Regions from separate parts of the Bicyclus anynana genome. Here region 2 is linked to region 1. A link is a contact called in public Hi-C data. All regions are on one chromosome and are shown on one strand. Each heading gives the region's core, a stretch centred on a gene start, on an enhancer-like site or on the middle of the called end of the contact. The rest is flanking DNA. Distances are from core to core; before and after follow the strand shown.

Region 1 (4,208 bases), core at 100-2,599:
TTAGGTCGTAGACAGAGAAATATAGTATAAATGCGTTAAGTTTCTAGACCGTTAATACATGAAACACGTCGGACTGCGCAGCTATTACAACTCCACTATATAGGCTATGTTTTTATATTCTGGGCAACTATATGCTAATGCTTGATTACTCGAAGTTTAGTTTAAATGGCGCGTATTTTACCTTCATTCTCTGTCTACGCTGTAGGTATTTGTTTTCTACATCGTGTTTGGGAACCATAGAGTGCACAAAGATAGATATCTGTCTGTGTTTGTCAAAGTACAGTAGTGATGTGCAATGTTTGAATAAATCGATAAATAATAATAGATTGGTTGATGCTAAAATAATACTCTGTTAAAGACTCTCATTTATTTATTTCTCATTTTATTTATTTTTTAACAATGTTATATACATACAAAATATACTAAACACTATTAAAACTAATAAAAAAATTTAAACCTCGCGCTTCGGGACATTTGAGTGGTCAGGGTCAGTGGTCAGGGCTCCAGAGTGAGGAAACTCCTCACAATACGCGCCGTCTCAAGAATCACTGCCTTCTGTATCCGACTCTTCATCCAACACACTCCCCTTTTCCACTCAAGTCACTCTTGACTGACTTGACGTCACGGCTAGAACGAGCATACTGAAGCCGACCGTACGACGAGCGGCTTATATCGCAAGTCGTTCCATCCAACCGATCACTACCCCTCTCTAACTTCCCGACTATTTACGGAAACAAGTCGCTCTACCTAGCGTCAGCACGAGCCAACAAGAGATCGAGTGACGTAATTTTTTTTATTCTTTACAAGTTAGCTCTTGACTACAATCTCACCTGATGGTAAGTGATGATGCAATCTAAGATGGAAGCAGGTAAACTTATTAGGAGGAGAATGAAAATCCACACCCCTTTCAGCTTACACGACATCGTACCGGAACGCTAAATCGCTTGGCAATACGTCTTTGTCGGTAGGGTGGTAACTAGCCACGACCAAAGCCTCCCACCAGCCAGACCTGGACTAATAAAGAAAATCTCAATCGGCCTAGCCGGGGATCGAACTCAGGACCTCTGTCATGTAAATCCACCGCACATACCACTGCACCACGGAGGTCGTCATATCCGTCTCAGACTAATCATTATAATATTAACAATTTCTTTGTAAATTGGCCTATTTTAAATATTATGAGCTCTTGCTTTAATTTTTGAATAGTACATACTACTTCGTCATCGAAAACATTCGTTTGTTTGGAATCTGGATTTCGCATTTCGCAAACTTAACCCAAATTAAACAGTAAAATATCCAATCCAAAGACTCTTTTACGAGACGAGGGCTCCTGAGTAAATATGTTCCTTGAACGAGGGTGACTAACACAATTTATCACAGCTCACTTATCACATTCATTCACATCACCAACACAATGCACATCACTAATTTTGTTTTTTATAGTATTTTTACAATGTTTTGTTGAAGATTACGAGAACAAAATGATTATGAATCATAAAAGTACGATTTTAGTGTAATTTTCATTTGTGTCGTTAATTTTTTTCAATATTGTTTAATTATGGATTCCTCAAGAAGGAATAATTCCGAGGAGCAACGGTGCGTTTTGAGTTTGCAAGATTTGAAAATATCCAACAAAGAAGATAATGATACTGAGCAAGCGCACTCGGCTTCGACTTCCAACATTAACGTTCAAACGAAGCCCAGACCCGTCGGCGCAATAGAGAGCTTCACTTTAGAGAATGCTCCCGTCAATCGGCAAGATTACAGTTTTTACGAGCGCTCCAATGTTATAGCGTCCTCAAAGTTTGCGACTCCCAAGCGAGTGGAGACCATAGCGTCAATCAATAAACGCGATATTAATACTGCAGCGCTTCCGGCCAGCCCCACGCGATCTATAGACTCCATTTCGCAGAGGTCGCTCAGTTATCAAACGGAGGATTTGTACGAAATACCAGGTAATACGAACAGTCAGTATCCGCCGCCAGTTTACGAGAACATCGAGTATTACGGCGAGCAGCAGCTCCCGCAGCCGCCCTACTACCACCAGCTGTACCAGAGCTCGCCGCTCGTCGCCGACGGCTACTACAACACCCGGTACAGCAAGGCGCAACCGCAAGTTCCTGTCAACAACAAAACCAAGTTAAATCCCTTGCTCTATGAGAATATGCTTTGTCCTGAAAATGATAAAAAGATTGAGTATAAAGTGCAAGCCAATCCAGACCAGCAATATATGCAACAGAGCTCTGTTCCTGGGCCCCAGGTTCCCAACACCACTATAAATAGGAACAGCTCACAGAAACTGTTGAATGACAAGAGCAAAGTAGAAAAGCCCCCACCGCCACCTTACATCTCAACAGATAACTCCAGCAGTGATTATACTGTTATGAAGTCTGCGCCACCAAAATACACTGATGTCAGTGCCCTTTTAAAAAGTAACAACTCTGTAAGTTTTGATGACAAAGTTGTGACCATTCCGTCAACTGCTATTTACGCATCGATCGCGCCGAGTGCTCAAAGACCTAAGGCGAATATTGCTACAGAGGTTCAAGGTGCTGTGATTGCTCCAAAATACTTTCACCCAAAACCAACAGTAGGAAATGGTTTGGGGAAAGCAAAGCCTGCTGTTAACGGTAGTTACATTTCCAACCCTAAACCTATACCTAATAGAATGCAAATAATTGAGGATACAAATGGGTCAGACTATGTTTGTATGACTGGAGGATCCCCCGCTGCTGCTGTGGCTGCAGCAAACAAAGACAACATCTCTCTAGCATCAGAATCAATAAGTTCACGCAATATGGCCTCTGGGTTAACTTCTATGTGTTCACCTGTGCAGTCGCCTGCACCCAGTCCTACTCCTAGTTCAGTTTCTCAACTCTCAGGAGGGTCTAGAGGTTCTGGAGGTCGTGGGAAGAGCCTTCTTCCATATAGTATCACACCACCTCGACCACCAGGGCCAAGTGAAGCCCAACGTAAAATTGAAGAACTGACACGACAGCTTGAGGAAGAAATGGAGAGACAAGACGAGGAAGGAGAATACTTTGGTATGAACCTTTTAACTTTATAATAACCAAACATGTTTCACACTACTTTTATCAATGTTCAAGCTTTAATTATTTAAGGAATAAAACATTTTTATGGGTATTTATTTCTCTTCACTTTCCTAGTATGCAGTTAAGTGAAGAGAAATAAATATGTCTAGCCTAGAAATGGTCGGTCCCATCTCTTTCAACACACTGAAAAAGATCTTCTTCTTCTTAGCGTGTTCTCATTAAGAGGGATCCACTTTCCGGCATAATCTCACCACTACCACTTTGCCTGGTCTTGGGCGTCCGACTTCTTAAGTTTATTAGATCTCAAGTCCGCATTTACGATGTCGAGCCAGCACTCTTTGGGGGGCCTAGTGGTTTAGCTCCAGGGAACAAGATGTTCAGACACCTGTTACCCACATAGTTCTGCTCTATGGGTATGGGAAAAAATGAAAAACACAGTGAAAAATATATAAATAAATAAATATTTCCAGTTGTGCTGCTATTGGTTGAAATTTGCCTATTTCCCTTCACAAGATGTGTTGTTTATAATTTCTGGTTTCTTTCAGGTATATGTCATACTTGTGGTGCTGGTGTGACTGGTGCAGGGCAAGCTTGCCAGGCCATGGGGAATCTGTACCATACCAACTGTTTCATATGCTGCTCCTGTGGCAGAGCCTTACGAGGCAAGGCATTCTACAATGTTCATGGGAAAGTATATTGTGAAGAAGATTATTTGGTAAGCATTATTATAAATAAGATAATACATCAAAAAATGCCTATTTTCATATTTAATTGTGAATTGTAGCATTCCAGAAATAATTCTTTTTAAAAATTTTAGTAATAAGTATTACTAAAAATACTAACACTTTAAAAAAATCTTGGGATAAACTATAACAATTTTGAAAATACTTTTACTGATACTGATGAACCCACAATATTTTTTCAGTATTCTGGATTTCAACAAACTGCAGAGAAATGTGCAATATGTGGCCATCTTATAATGGAAATGGTAAGGCTCATTATTAATTACAATCTATAAAACATGCATTTATGTAGATAACTTGTAATTCACTGTAGAAGGTAGAACAATTTACAATTACATTATTTTTTCTAGCACTCACTTAAGGTTTGTATTTAGTTCATGTAGCTATTAGTTCTTATCAGTTGGAATTATCT
Region 2 (3,887 bases), core at 1,269-3,768, 180 kb before region 1:
TATATGTACTTTGACAGATGACAGATGTCATTACTCAGAAAAATATGTTTCCAATTTGCAAATCAGATATATTGCTATGATGCAGTTCGGTAAAATTCTTTGACAATTTTGAAAATTCGGTCAGCACAAACGCTACGCGGAAAATGTCTGATATTGGTATTTTCGAGTTCATCTCACATTTTCGTTAATCGTATCTATCGGTTTGATGCGGTTTTGGCCGTATTGCTATGAGACAAAAATTTTGGTCGTGGGCTCTCGTACTACTAGTGTACACTGGTATATTATACAGTGCACTCAGATCAATTACAAAGGACCTGACTCGCTAGATGTTACCTCTCTATGAAATTTTGTTTTACATTCATGTAATGTACATAATTTTTGATGTGAAAAGATCTGCGTACAAATGCCAGTTTATATAGTTGAATGGCATAAAAACTGCCAACAACTTGTAGTTTACTAAAAGATAAAGTTGCGTTATCGCAAAAGCCATTATTAAAAAAAAAACATTTTTGTACCTCAAGCCCTTTCGCATTTGTATGAAGAAGACTAGCCGACGACCAAACATTATTTTCCCCGTTTTGGCCACATTTTTGATCGGTGCTTTGCTCCTATTGGTCGTAACGTGATGTTATGTAGCTTAAAGCCTTTCTCGATAAATGGGCTTTTGAAGACAAAAAAAAAATTAACCATTAGTTCGTCAGTAGGTAAGGCAGAAGTACGAAATTGCCTATAACAGGTGAGCAAATGTTGTGTGATGACGTCACGTATAATATCGCGACCGTCAGCGGAAGTCGATATTTTTGCAAACTTTGAATGCATGTAAAATAACAACTATTTTAGTATTTTTAAATAAAACAAAAATTAGTGTATCTGTATATATAAAAGCTTTAATGTAACAAAATTTCAAATGATTTTGCGTACCTAGTAACGTTCTCTATTACAAGAAATACAGACAAGAAATTTTATAGCAAAATTTGAGTGCGTAGCATTTCCATACCTAATTCCTCTCTGGCTTTATAATAGATTTATGTCTACACGTAGAGGAATTAGAAAATGGAGATGCATCACACTCAAATTCACGAACAAAATTGTCTGTCGTTTTTTGAGGGGGACGAGGTAAAGTCACACATCGAAAATATTTAACACTATTAAAAATATTCCATGTCCATACACTACACACAACTATAAATTTGTCTCGCAATACACACACGCATAATTTTTATTATCAAACACATTGACTATCCACAGATACATAGAATATTCGATTACTGATCGATGTTTGGCTGTTTCGTCAAAAGAATCGATTCTTTTTATAAATTGTTTTTATTACAAATTTGATAAAATTAAGGTTAAAATACTTTCAAAAGAAACGTTACTCCATATTTTACTAAACTACAAGTTTTAGGCCGTTTTTTATGCCCTTTAACTTCACAAACCGGCATTTTTAGGGAACTCTTTACACGACTAAAACAATCAAACATCGATTCTATAGCAACAGTTTTTATAAACGCGTTAGATCATAGATTTTTGATCTTTGCCAGAGGGGTAACGGTTAGCGAGGCAGGTCCTGTTATTTAAACGGTCTAAGTGTCCACAGCCCTCTGTGCCGTAGATTATAGGATATTATGTTATCATTAATCTATGGCGGTCTGTTCTGTCTTGGTAGGTCACTATTAAATATGTTCCTTGGTCACTATCTTCATTCTTTTATGCCGTTTGTGATCTTCATTTGACTTGACCAGGGTGTAATCAGTCTGTACATTACGACCTCAGTACAAATTGCATATGCCTCCTTAATTCCCTATTTGCTCAATAGATGGCGCTTTAAGGCACTTTGACCAGCAGGACTCTGAGGTAATCTTAAGCCAGGTATTAAAAAAAAATTATAACCTTGTGCGGCTGACATTTTGTTTAATTTTTTATACGAAACGGTTTTATTTCTGCTGCTTTCTTCATGGTGTTTTTTTGCGTTGATCTTTCCCGACGACCTGGCTTTTTTTATGGATTTTGGTGACTGTTATAAACCGTTTTAACCTGTGCTTTACTTTGGATTCCGAGAACTCTGTTATATATGTCTTGTCTTGGGATTTAGTAGAGTTCTTTTTTTATTTTTTCGTGCAGATTTTTTACATTTAATTGGTGTAAGTCAACAAATATATTGTTAAGGGGTACCACTAGAGGTTTTGACGAAGATGACTCTATTCAAAGAGACGGAGTTGTTTATGTACACAAAAGGAGAAACAATAAATAATTATATGTATCCCATTTGTGTTTTTATTATTTGTATCCGAATTCCTAAATAAAATAATAGAATTAAAGAACAGTTAATACTATTATGTAAACATTATGTTTATGTCTCTATGGATATAGGTATATATACGTAATTCGACGCTCATTTTATACTTATGGGTATATATTATAATTGGTGTAGTTCTCTATCTGCTCACATGATGGCGCTAAGCGAAGATGGCAACTGAGGACTCTATACCCTATATTCAATGTACTCTATGGACTTGACGTTTGTGCACTGTGGTCATTATCATCTGTCATCAGATGATCTGAAATTCTGAAAAATTATTAAAATTAAAAACTAATTTTATTTTAATGTTTATTGTTCCTCTAACAAATAACAATTTCATTATTTCATATCAATAGTAATTAATTGTTATTGCAAATAACAATATGCCTACTCTTGATGGAAAAGAAATCGATATATTTTTTGTAAGTAATTTTCACTTCTGAGCATTTTGATGGTGGTTGACTGTTTTACAATAAATAAACGATACTATTCTACAATAAACTCAAGATATATCTATAAACAGCTTATTTTTCAATCACTTCGTAGTTTCATATTGTCGAATACGTACACGGGCTATAATACCAGTGAATAAACAATGAAAATTAACTATTATTATGTCTCACTCAGTCCATTTATTAGGTATTAATAGTTAAAGAGCTAAGTTACGCTATAGCAGCCTACTTTAGCCCCTATGACTCATGATTATGCTGTGCGGAATGGGCATTACAGAAAACCTCAGGGCCTGACCACAGAATCCATGAAACACATTGTGTTAGCATAGGCGTATATAGCTATATACCCTACCCTAAAGTGGACCTGTGTCTACCCTAGGATTCTGTGCTACCAATATGGAATTCTATTAAAATACTAATAAGAGACTTTATGTTGGGGGCCAGGCATACCTTAATAATCCTAAATACGCCAATGTGTGTTAGCTTCACAAGCTGGCTAGAAAATAGATGGATCAGGAGACATACAATACTGTATGTTAGTACAGTATTGTAAACTGTACTGATCTGGCAAACTTTGTTCTGTTCACATAACTTGATTTTATATTAAAAAACAACAGCTACAACTGAACTATTAGATAGGCATATATTAAAATGAATTACCTAAATCTATAAAATTCAAATAAATTATAACTAATACTTAATTATCAAAATTTGCTGTCTTTGGTAGAGTGCCCATCACACAGGCAGCATTCCCGAATTTGTTGAGCGAGAAAACTGCCTGCCCGAAGGTCACCTGTTGTCTCCCTGAGGCACTTGGTAATCTCCTTGTGGAGAGTCTGGGCGGTCCTACCCCACAGACCTAGAGTCTTGATGCCAAATAGTATAGACAACTGTATTTTAGTATCAGTGTCTGTGCTCACACATTTGCTGGTCAACTGCATATAAGATATCAGAACATGTGGCATCCCACACCAAAGCACAATCCATTCTCCAGGGCATTTATGACAAACCATAGGGGCGCTAACCTAATTAAGATTTATGAGTACTAAGATTTACAATACTAATTGCTTCTTTAAGGTTTATATCTATTTTATTATATCTTACAGACTGAAGAAGACTTACCATATGAAGAAGAG

Evidence for each region. A called contact is a pair of places that touch in the nucleus more often than the background predicts.
Region 2: a contact with region 1 is called in a Hi-C map of whole larva, with 9 times the contacts expected there. The contact joins the promoter of LOC112048288 here to the promoter of LOC112048300 in region 1. A contact is called at or near these places in 2 of 2 Hi-C or Micro-C datasets (whole body and whole larva).

The regions. Positions count from the first base shown.
Region 1 is chr3:5,024,787-5,028,994 of ilBicAnyn1.1, reverse strand. LOC112048300 (LIM domain-containing protein jub) reads left to right here and starts at 1,349. Exons shown (of 6, transcript XM_024085786.2): 1 at 1,349-3,044; 2 at 3,599-3,768; 3 at 3,979-4,041. The coding sequence starts at 1,559.
Region 2 is chr3:5,203,006-5,206,892 of ilBicAnyn1.1, reverse strand. LOC112048288 (pre-mRNA-splicing factor syf1 homolog) reads left to right here and starts at 2,518. Exons shown (of 2, transcript XM_024085769.2): 1 at 2,518-2,721; 2 at 3,858-3,887. The coding sequence starts at 2,683.